Regions from separate parts of the Mus musculus genome. Here region 1 is linked to region 2. A link is a contact called in public promoter capture Hi-C data. All regions are on one chromosome and are shown on one strand. Each heading gives the region's core, a stretch centred on a gene start, on an enhancer-like site or on the middle of the called end of the contact. The rest is flanking DNA. Distances are from core to core; before and after follow the strand shown. Region 1 holds the start of Cpq (carboxypeptidase Q). Region 2 overlaps Sdc2 (syndecan 2).

Region 1 (3,898 bases), core at 714-3,213, 120 kb after region 2:
TTCTAAAAGAAACAAGAATAGAATGAACACCAATGGGGAAAGATATATAGTAGATGGACATGAATAGAGTAATTAAAATCAACCATCTAAAGGGAGGGGAAAATGGTCCAGGACAATGTAAGCATAGATGGGCTCTGGAATCAAGCTATTTTAATTTACAACGTCAACCTGACCTCACAGGGTGTGTCATGACCTCTCTAGCTTTCAAATTACTCATCCGTGAAGTAGAAATAATAGTCATAATACCTAGCTCATAGGGCTGAGAAACACCCACAGATAATCCGCATAAAGTGTTAGTAAAAAGCATTCAATTAAAGTTCAAGTCTTGTCATTATTACATTGTGAGTCAATGACAGAGAACTTTTACAGCATAAGAAAAGGCTGGGAAGCATTGGGCACGGCATGAGCACGGCACTGCCATCTAAGCTATACTTAGAGAGACAGTCTATGGGCCGTCTTTACAGGTGCACGATGAGCTAAACACAGAAGTCGAGTGTAAGCAGCTAGAAGCGTCAAAAAGGTGATATTTCACTTGTTGCAAACCTGTAGGTTTGTTTTTCCACAAAACTAGAGTCTGTCATTTTATAGCTTTTCAGTTACCTTTGCTAGATTATTAATTTCATTTTACAAAATTAGCCTGTTGTAGGAGATTGGAAATAATCCAACCTATTCTTCATCAAAGATAGTTTCAGAGAAATGTAAATCATTGGGACTAGATATGACTCCCCAGGGACCATTTGTGGAAAGGCCAGCTAGGACCATGTTGAAAAGACCCTTGAATACCTCACAGAAGTGATATTTTGTGAAAGGCAACGCGACTAGTCAAAGTTTAGAGGGATTGTTATATTGTACATAGGTGAAAGGACTCAAAATGATTTTCTTTGTATATGCTTAATTTTTTCTTTCCTGTTTTTTAAGTATGTGAGTTTTCTTTTTCTTAGCATCTACCTATGTAGCCCAGGTTAGCCTGAAACTCAAAATATCCCTGCCTCTATTTTCTGTGTTTTGAGATAACACATACATGGATCAGCATGCCTAAGTTTTTCCTTGGTTTTGTGTGTGTGTATGTCTGTGTGTGTGTGTGTGTTTTAAGAGGAGAGACAGGAACTGGAAAGTATTTTACAAAGATAACTTTGATAAGAGTCTGGCTAAGTAAAGAAATTTGGACTTATCAAAACATAAAACATTAAAAACATGTGCACATGTTGCAGTTTGGACTTTATGCAGGTCCCCAAACTACTGAAGTCATGCAGTGACTTGATGTGTCAGGGTATACTGGTTCACAAGGGGGTCCTTCCTTTTCTCAGAGGAGAAGGGGGCAGAGGATAAAACAGGGGCTGTGGGAAGGGGGAGCTGAAAGCAGAGGGGCTACTGTGATCAGGATGTAAAGTGAATGAATGAATAGATAGATAGATAGATAGATAGATAGACAGATAGATAAATGGGCCAAAAATATGCGCACATGTACTACAAGAGTAGTATAGCATTGCTCTTTCCCTGATACAATGCCTAGACTGAAAATGACTTTCTGATCTCCTAGTTTTAGATCATGACCCCTGCCTTCATGATCACCTCCTTTCTTACAGTCTTTCAACTATTAAGGAAGGGAGAAAATAACCTGGTGCTTCATTTTGTTTTTGAGACAGGGTCTCATTTATTCTGTAGCCCTTGCTAAGCCTCAAAGTCCTGGGCCATCTTCCCGCATATCCATCCTCCCTAGCTACTGGGTGATTGATAACATGAACAAAATAACTGTTGAGTTGCTTTTGTTGGGAAGGAGTTTGACGGTTCCAACAAAGTCTCTTGAAGCCAGGCCTTGGGGACCCTACTTGCCTTAAGTCAGGCTCAAGGAGACCTTTCAGGGTCGGGTCCAGCCAGCCACAGTCTCAGTTAAAGCCCAGGCCTCGGGCCTGGCTGACGGTTGCACCTTTGTCTCCGCCCACCGGCCAGGGAGGGCTCCACAGCTGTCCTGGCACACAAAGAAGCCAGGCCTGCAGACTACTGGGGCTCCGGGCTGTTCCTGAGGCCTCTGGAGGCCCGCCCTGTGGCTCCAGTGCGCTCTGAGGACCTTCCTGGTCCCGCCCCCGAACGTGCCTGTGGTCTGCAGGCCTCACCGGGTGTTGTGGCCGCTGCTGCTCCGCAGAGCCTCGTGATCAGGTGAGTGCCCCCCAGGCTGTGGGTGACCAGCTGCTCCCCAGAGGCGGGAGGGTGGGCTGAGGTCAGCCGGCCTGGCTGCCAGAGAGCTTCCTGATCGGGCTGGAGTGCCCTTGCATAGGACGAGACTGCCTGCAGTTACACTGAAACCCAGAGGCAGAGACCAAAATTGCTGGTGCCTGTCTCTTCTTCAAGGTCTCTTGCACCGTCCCTGGACTGCCTAGGAGCTTCCTTCAAGGCCCTATCTGGAATTTTCCCTAGTCAACTGACTTGCAAGAGGCTTTACCAGGACGGGGTGGGAGAGCTTTGGTGGTTTCTTTCACTTTCTACCTAGTTCTGTTCTTTCATTTCTGATATGAAAGGCCCCATTTTCGAGTTGTCAGCGTCTGACTTGTCATACATAGTCGTACTCAATATCCAATAATTGACTGTGAAGTAGAACTGAATGAATGAAGTGGACAAATGCGTAGGAAATGCAGCAGAATGAGCAAAATATATGAATGGCACAGTGAATATGAAATGGAGACATCAGACACACAGGCTTTCGCCTCTGTTTTCTCAGAGTTAAGTGTTTTGCAATCTCTGTGGTTAATCAAGAGGAGTTTGATTCTTTGTAGTTGTTAGTTACTAGACTCCTGCACCTTATTATCTCCATTGGTTGGATTAAATATATTTTGCCTAAAACAAAATAACCTGAACTCTTGCTTGCTTGTGCTTTATTCTCCCCACTTTTGGTTTGAGCCAGCGTTGTTACCAAAATATATAATGTATTTACAAGGTACAAAGGTACATCTCAAAGCAGAACCATGTCGCTGACTTGTATTTAAATCCAGACACTTCTCATGAATCTAAGACTGGACAATGTCTATTTTCCTTAGACAAGGGTTGGTTTAGTTGCAGGTGAATGAAGAAAACAAAATATGTCACAGTGAGGAAAGTAATTTGTGTGCATGACACATAAAGAGTGCTTTAATACAGTTGATCACTGCTGTAGTTTTGCTTCCTAGACCCCAAGTTCCACAACCCCCCCCCCCCATAAAACCAAAATCAATGACTTTGAATTGTCACTTGATCTCTTTAGATTTTAACTTCATTATGTGTGTGTGTATGTACATGTGTGTATGGACCTGTGGTTAACACAGGTATCTTCCTCAAAGGTTTTATTCTTTAAATTTTGGAGACAGCACATCTCAGTGGACCTGGGGGTCCAGTGAATCTGCTAGATCAGTTGGCCAGTGAGCTCCAGGAATCCTCTTGTCTCCACCCTGCTAGTGCTGGGGTCACAGACATGTGCCGGTGCATATTTTTACCTACCTATTTCAAGTCTATCTGGTAGAGTAAATGTTTTGTTTAGTGAAAAAGACTGACTTTCTCAGGTTGTTTTCCCAAATAGCCAGTTGTGGGTTCATGTGTCATTCAACTATGAAATGTACAAGTTGATATTCATGGTGCTCTGACCACACACTTTTATTGTTCATTTAAACTTCTTACTTATATTACCCTACTAATCCTCACCGTAAACTTAAGAGCAAGGCAAACTTGAAACTCCTTTTGTCCTAACTATCAGAAATAGTACTTGAAAAATAGGAAGCCAAGACTCAGAACATAAGCAGATGGGATCAGGCAATGTCTGCTGTGAAAGTCTGTGTGGTATGGAAGACTGGTTTCCTTGTGTTTTCGAACATGTACAAAATTTGGATATTGTTACCATATCCAGTGAACTGTGAATGGGAGCCAGGGAGTA
Region 2 (3,916 bases), core at 249-2,748:
TGGCTAATGCCTATACAATAGAAGGTTATTAATGTCTCTTCAGTGGTGGCCTGGTTTTTATAGCAGAGAATGAATAAACACCCAAGATTTTTGTTTTTGTTTTGTTTTGTTTTGTTTTGTTTTGTTTTGTTTTGTTTTGTTTTGTACTGGTCCTAAACAATCCTGTCACATTATTTCTCTGCATATCTGTCTTAGTATTCTAGAGAGATCAGAAGTGGGACAGGTGACCTCCACTGAGAACTCAAGGGTGTACAGGTCCTGCTTGGGATTTCAAGGTGAATCCATGGCTTAACTAAATCTATTTATTAAATAATTTCTTCTCTTCTTCAGTGCAGAACATTTTTTTTCTACACAGAATAATAGTGAGAACGGTGACCATATTCCTCATTTGTCTTTCTTATATTTCTCCTACATGGCTGTGTGAACTTCCCAAGGGCCAGAGCTTCCTCATTCATCGTGATATGCCTGCTGTACTTTGCTCAGAGCAGCAGCAGCCCTAGGAAATTCTGTAGCTTTTTAAAAAATTTACTTAGTATATGAATGGGCTTAGAGATAATTATACCCACTTACAATAGATGAAGCAATTGTAGATTTTTAAAGCACATGAATGTTATAGACAACCTCATTTAGTATAATTATCATCTGGTTTATAGATAATTAAGGAACATAATTGTATATTTTTTACAGTTTGTTATTATGCATTATTTGAAGGCTGCCCTGCATTTTATGGGCCTATCACTTCATGATGTCACATAAGTGATCTGGGGAGGGGCAGAGGTGCATGCCTTCTTTAAGTTCACTGAGCTGTCGACTGTTACCAGTATATCCTGATGGGCTAAGTTGGCTAGCTTGGCTGCTTTGACTCCTGCATTAGCTAAGAGATAGGTTTTACTATTTCAACTCTTCTCTGCCTAGGAAACAGTTCTGGGAATATTTTAGTTTTTTTGTTGTTGTTGTTGTTTGTTTTGTTTTGTTTTGTTTTGTTTTTTGTTATTGTTTTAAATAAATGTTTGATAGTCAAGTCATTGGTGTCTTGTGAGAGTTCTGTTTACGTATATTGTTTCTTGAATTCTGATTTTTCACACACACAAAATCACTGCCAGTTCTCTGAATTTTACAGCTCTTAGCCTATTCCATGACTGATAATTTTGACAATTTCTCCCTTTTCCCCTCCCTACTGAAGTCATTCTGATGTCAGAATTCAGACAAAACTTAAATGAGAGAGAAACAAGACTAGAAACTGTATCCAGGAATAAAGGAGTTTGATGTAGGTCATTTGAAAAGTGTAAGATATAGACAAAGAGAGGGGAGATGATTCTCTTACAGCAGTGGGAGTCAGGACCAAGTCCAAGGCAAGGATGAATCCATGGCACTTGAAAAGACTGTGGTAACAGAAGCATAACCATGTTTCAGTGGAATATTGATCTCTGTAGAGCTGCAGATGCCCTAGAATCCAGTGAACTATGTAATCATCCATAGTCCTGCTTTTTTCTACCCTGAAACTCTGTTCAGTGTGGACAAACTCTGTTCTGTTCTGGGATTAGTGTATCTCCTGCGATCTGCATTGCCACCAGGCACCTAAGTGAGCTTGGAATGTTGGAACCACGCTTTATGAAACCATGCCTCAGATGGCAGTGCCTACAGCTTGCAGTGTAGTATTCAGATAAGTGCAGTTTAGTGCTGTACCCTGGAGACCCCATCAGGGATGCTAAGGAACCCTCAGAGGCTGTTCATGTAAGAGAGTAACAGCAAGCAGAAATTCAAGGTAGAACTTTTCTAGGGCTGATGGTATGGGCAGATGAGAACTGTTGAGAAATTCCAAAGTGTTTTTTGTTTGTTTGTTTGTTTGGTGTTGGTGTTTTGTTTTGTTTTGTTTTTCATTTGTCATTCATTGAGATGTTTTCAAAAGGCAAGCTTTTAAATCCGTTCCTCTGCAGGTCTGGTAATAGAGCCTCATAGATACTCCATATAATCCAGGACTAGAGATTGAACTTGGAGGGATATTTTAGTTGGGACCATGAACCCTAAATGTACTGAAGGCCACTGAACCAATTCCCTGAAATAGTAGAATGGTACAGATGTTTGCTTTGTGGAGAAGATGGGCCATAGCCTTGACTACATCCACAAACATGCCCTTACTAAGATTTGTCAAAGCAGACAAAGGAGTCATGAGATGTGTCTGGGGAAGGCAAGGCTGGCTGTCTTGCAGAAGACATTCCATTTGCTTCTCTGTATGGGTTGCCGCAATCATTAACTGGGATAGAAGGAACAAAAAGGGCGGTGTTGTGTAGTGTGTATAATAAATTTTTCTGTTCCGTAAGGAGCTGTGCCATTGGTTTAGGCTGAAGTACAAAGGGATAGCAATTTTAACAGTGAGGAGCTGAATTATATCAGCTTTGCAGCTGAAAGATAAAAGCTGGTATATGAAACAGGATCTTGTGTGAATGAGTTCTTCAAGTGTTTCAATAAAGATTCATCAGAGCAGTTAGCTCTCTAACCAGGTTACAGTCTCTGGCTTCTGATTCCTTTGTGGAATTAAAAATGCTTTTAGTAAGAGGAGCTAAACAAGCCTTTGGTTTGGATTTCTATATATTGATTTATGGACCTGGTGAGCATCCTGCTGTGAACTTCCTCTGCCAATGGTAACCATCACAATAAGCAAAGCTTTTCTGAACTGGCACTTCCACAGACCCTGGAGCCTGCTATATTAGGTGTGACAGTTTTTAAAAAGCAACTGTGTTAGAATGAAAACAGGCCACTTCTAAATGGTCTATTGATTTGCAAAACCTTTGTGTCAGAGTGAATAGTCTCATATCTGAGTTGAGAGGAGATGCTGACCAGTTTCAATTTGTTACTATAGCTTGAAGCTTTGAGCTGACAATGTTTCAGTGATGGTGCTTGCCACCTGTGGAAAGTCTGCTTGTGTCTCAGGCTTCAGTCATACATGTGAAAATCCGATTCATTATTTCACACAAGAAAAGACTTTAACAGTTCCACTACAGTGTGAATCTCTGTGAATGTGGATCTAGAAGGCCTTGTTATGACTCAAGCTCTCCCATAAACTTGTAGATCCCCGTCCCCACCAATGCTCTGCATTGGGCTATTGGTGGAAATTGTTATGTGGCTTGTGTCTTAGGCCAACATGGATAGTGTTCAATGAGTTCTCCATAAGAATTACAAATGGGAGAGGATTGATAGACAGTTCAGTGGAACACTTGCTGCTCTTCCAGAGGACCTGAGTTCAGTTCTTGGTACCTATGTTGGGAACTTCACAACTACCTGTAACTCTATTTCTAGGGGAACCAATTCTGTCTTGTGGCCTCCTGTTTTAATATTGTTCCTGGTGAGATCTAAATTCTATTTTTTTAGACCCTTAATGTCCTTTTTCTGTTGTGGATTATACTTTCCAATTATAAAATTAGTCATGATGTTGTAATGTCTGCTGCATGACAGATATCCTCCCAAACAAGGACTGTCAAGGAAAAAGACAGTTCTCAGAATTACAAATACTTTCTGCTGTAGATTATGGTGTGATTCATATTGTCAGAGGAGTTGTTTTTCTGTGCTCAGCCTTGAGTATGTATTTGACCCATTTTTCAAAACTCATTTTAACCTATATTTCATGTCATCACTGTGGTTTTGCCTTTTAGTACAAGGTGTAGAGGTCCATTAGGTGGCTGCAGCTGAGCCTAAGTCTGAGACTGAGACTACAAAGTCTGAGTCTAGCTGTACTGGCTAGTTTTGTGTCAACTTGACACAGCTGGAGTTATCACAGAGAAAGGAGCTTCAGTTGAGGAAATGCCTCCATGAGATCCAACTGTAAGGCATTTTCTCAATTAGTGATCAAGGGGGAAAGGCCCCTTGTGGGTGGGACCATCTCAGGGCTGGTAGTCTTGGTTCTATAAGAAAGCAGGCT

Evidence for each region. Promoter capture Hi-C pulls out the DNA fragments that hold promoters and counts their contacts.
Region 1: a contact with region 2 is called in a promoter capture Hi-C map of liver, with 2.9 times the contacts expected there. The contact joins the promoter of Cpq here to the enhancer-like site in region 2. A contact is called at or near these places in 6 of 39 promoter capture datasets (cranial neural crest, embryonic stem cells, liver and 2 more), 2 of 484 Hi-C or Micro-C datasets (both in liver) and 1 of 9 other capture datasets (adipose tissue).

Annotation. Positions count from the first base shown.
Region 1 is chr15:33,081,166-33,085,063 of GRCm38.p6, forward strand. It overlaps Cpq (carboxypeptidase Q), which reads left to right and starts at 1,964. Exons shown (of 8, transcript NM_176073.4): 1 at 1,964-2,157.
Region 2 is chr15:32,965,518-32,969,433 of GRCm38.p6, forward strand. All of the region lies in intron 1 of Sdc2 (syndecan 2), which reads left to right. Among named protein-coding and RNA genes, the nearest start is that of Sdc2, 47 kb to the left of the region's middle. Within about 2 kb of position 1,499, at least 6 of the 459 cell types and tissues checked have an H3K27ac peak or open chromatin away from gene starts, as enhancers often do. A contact at or near this core is called in liver, where this site is marked.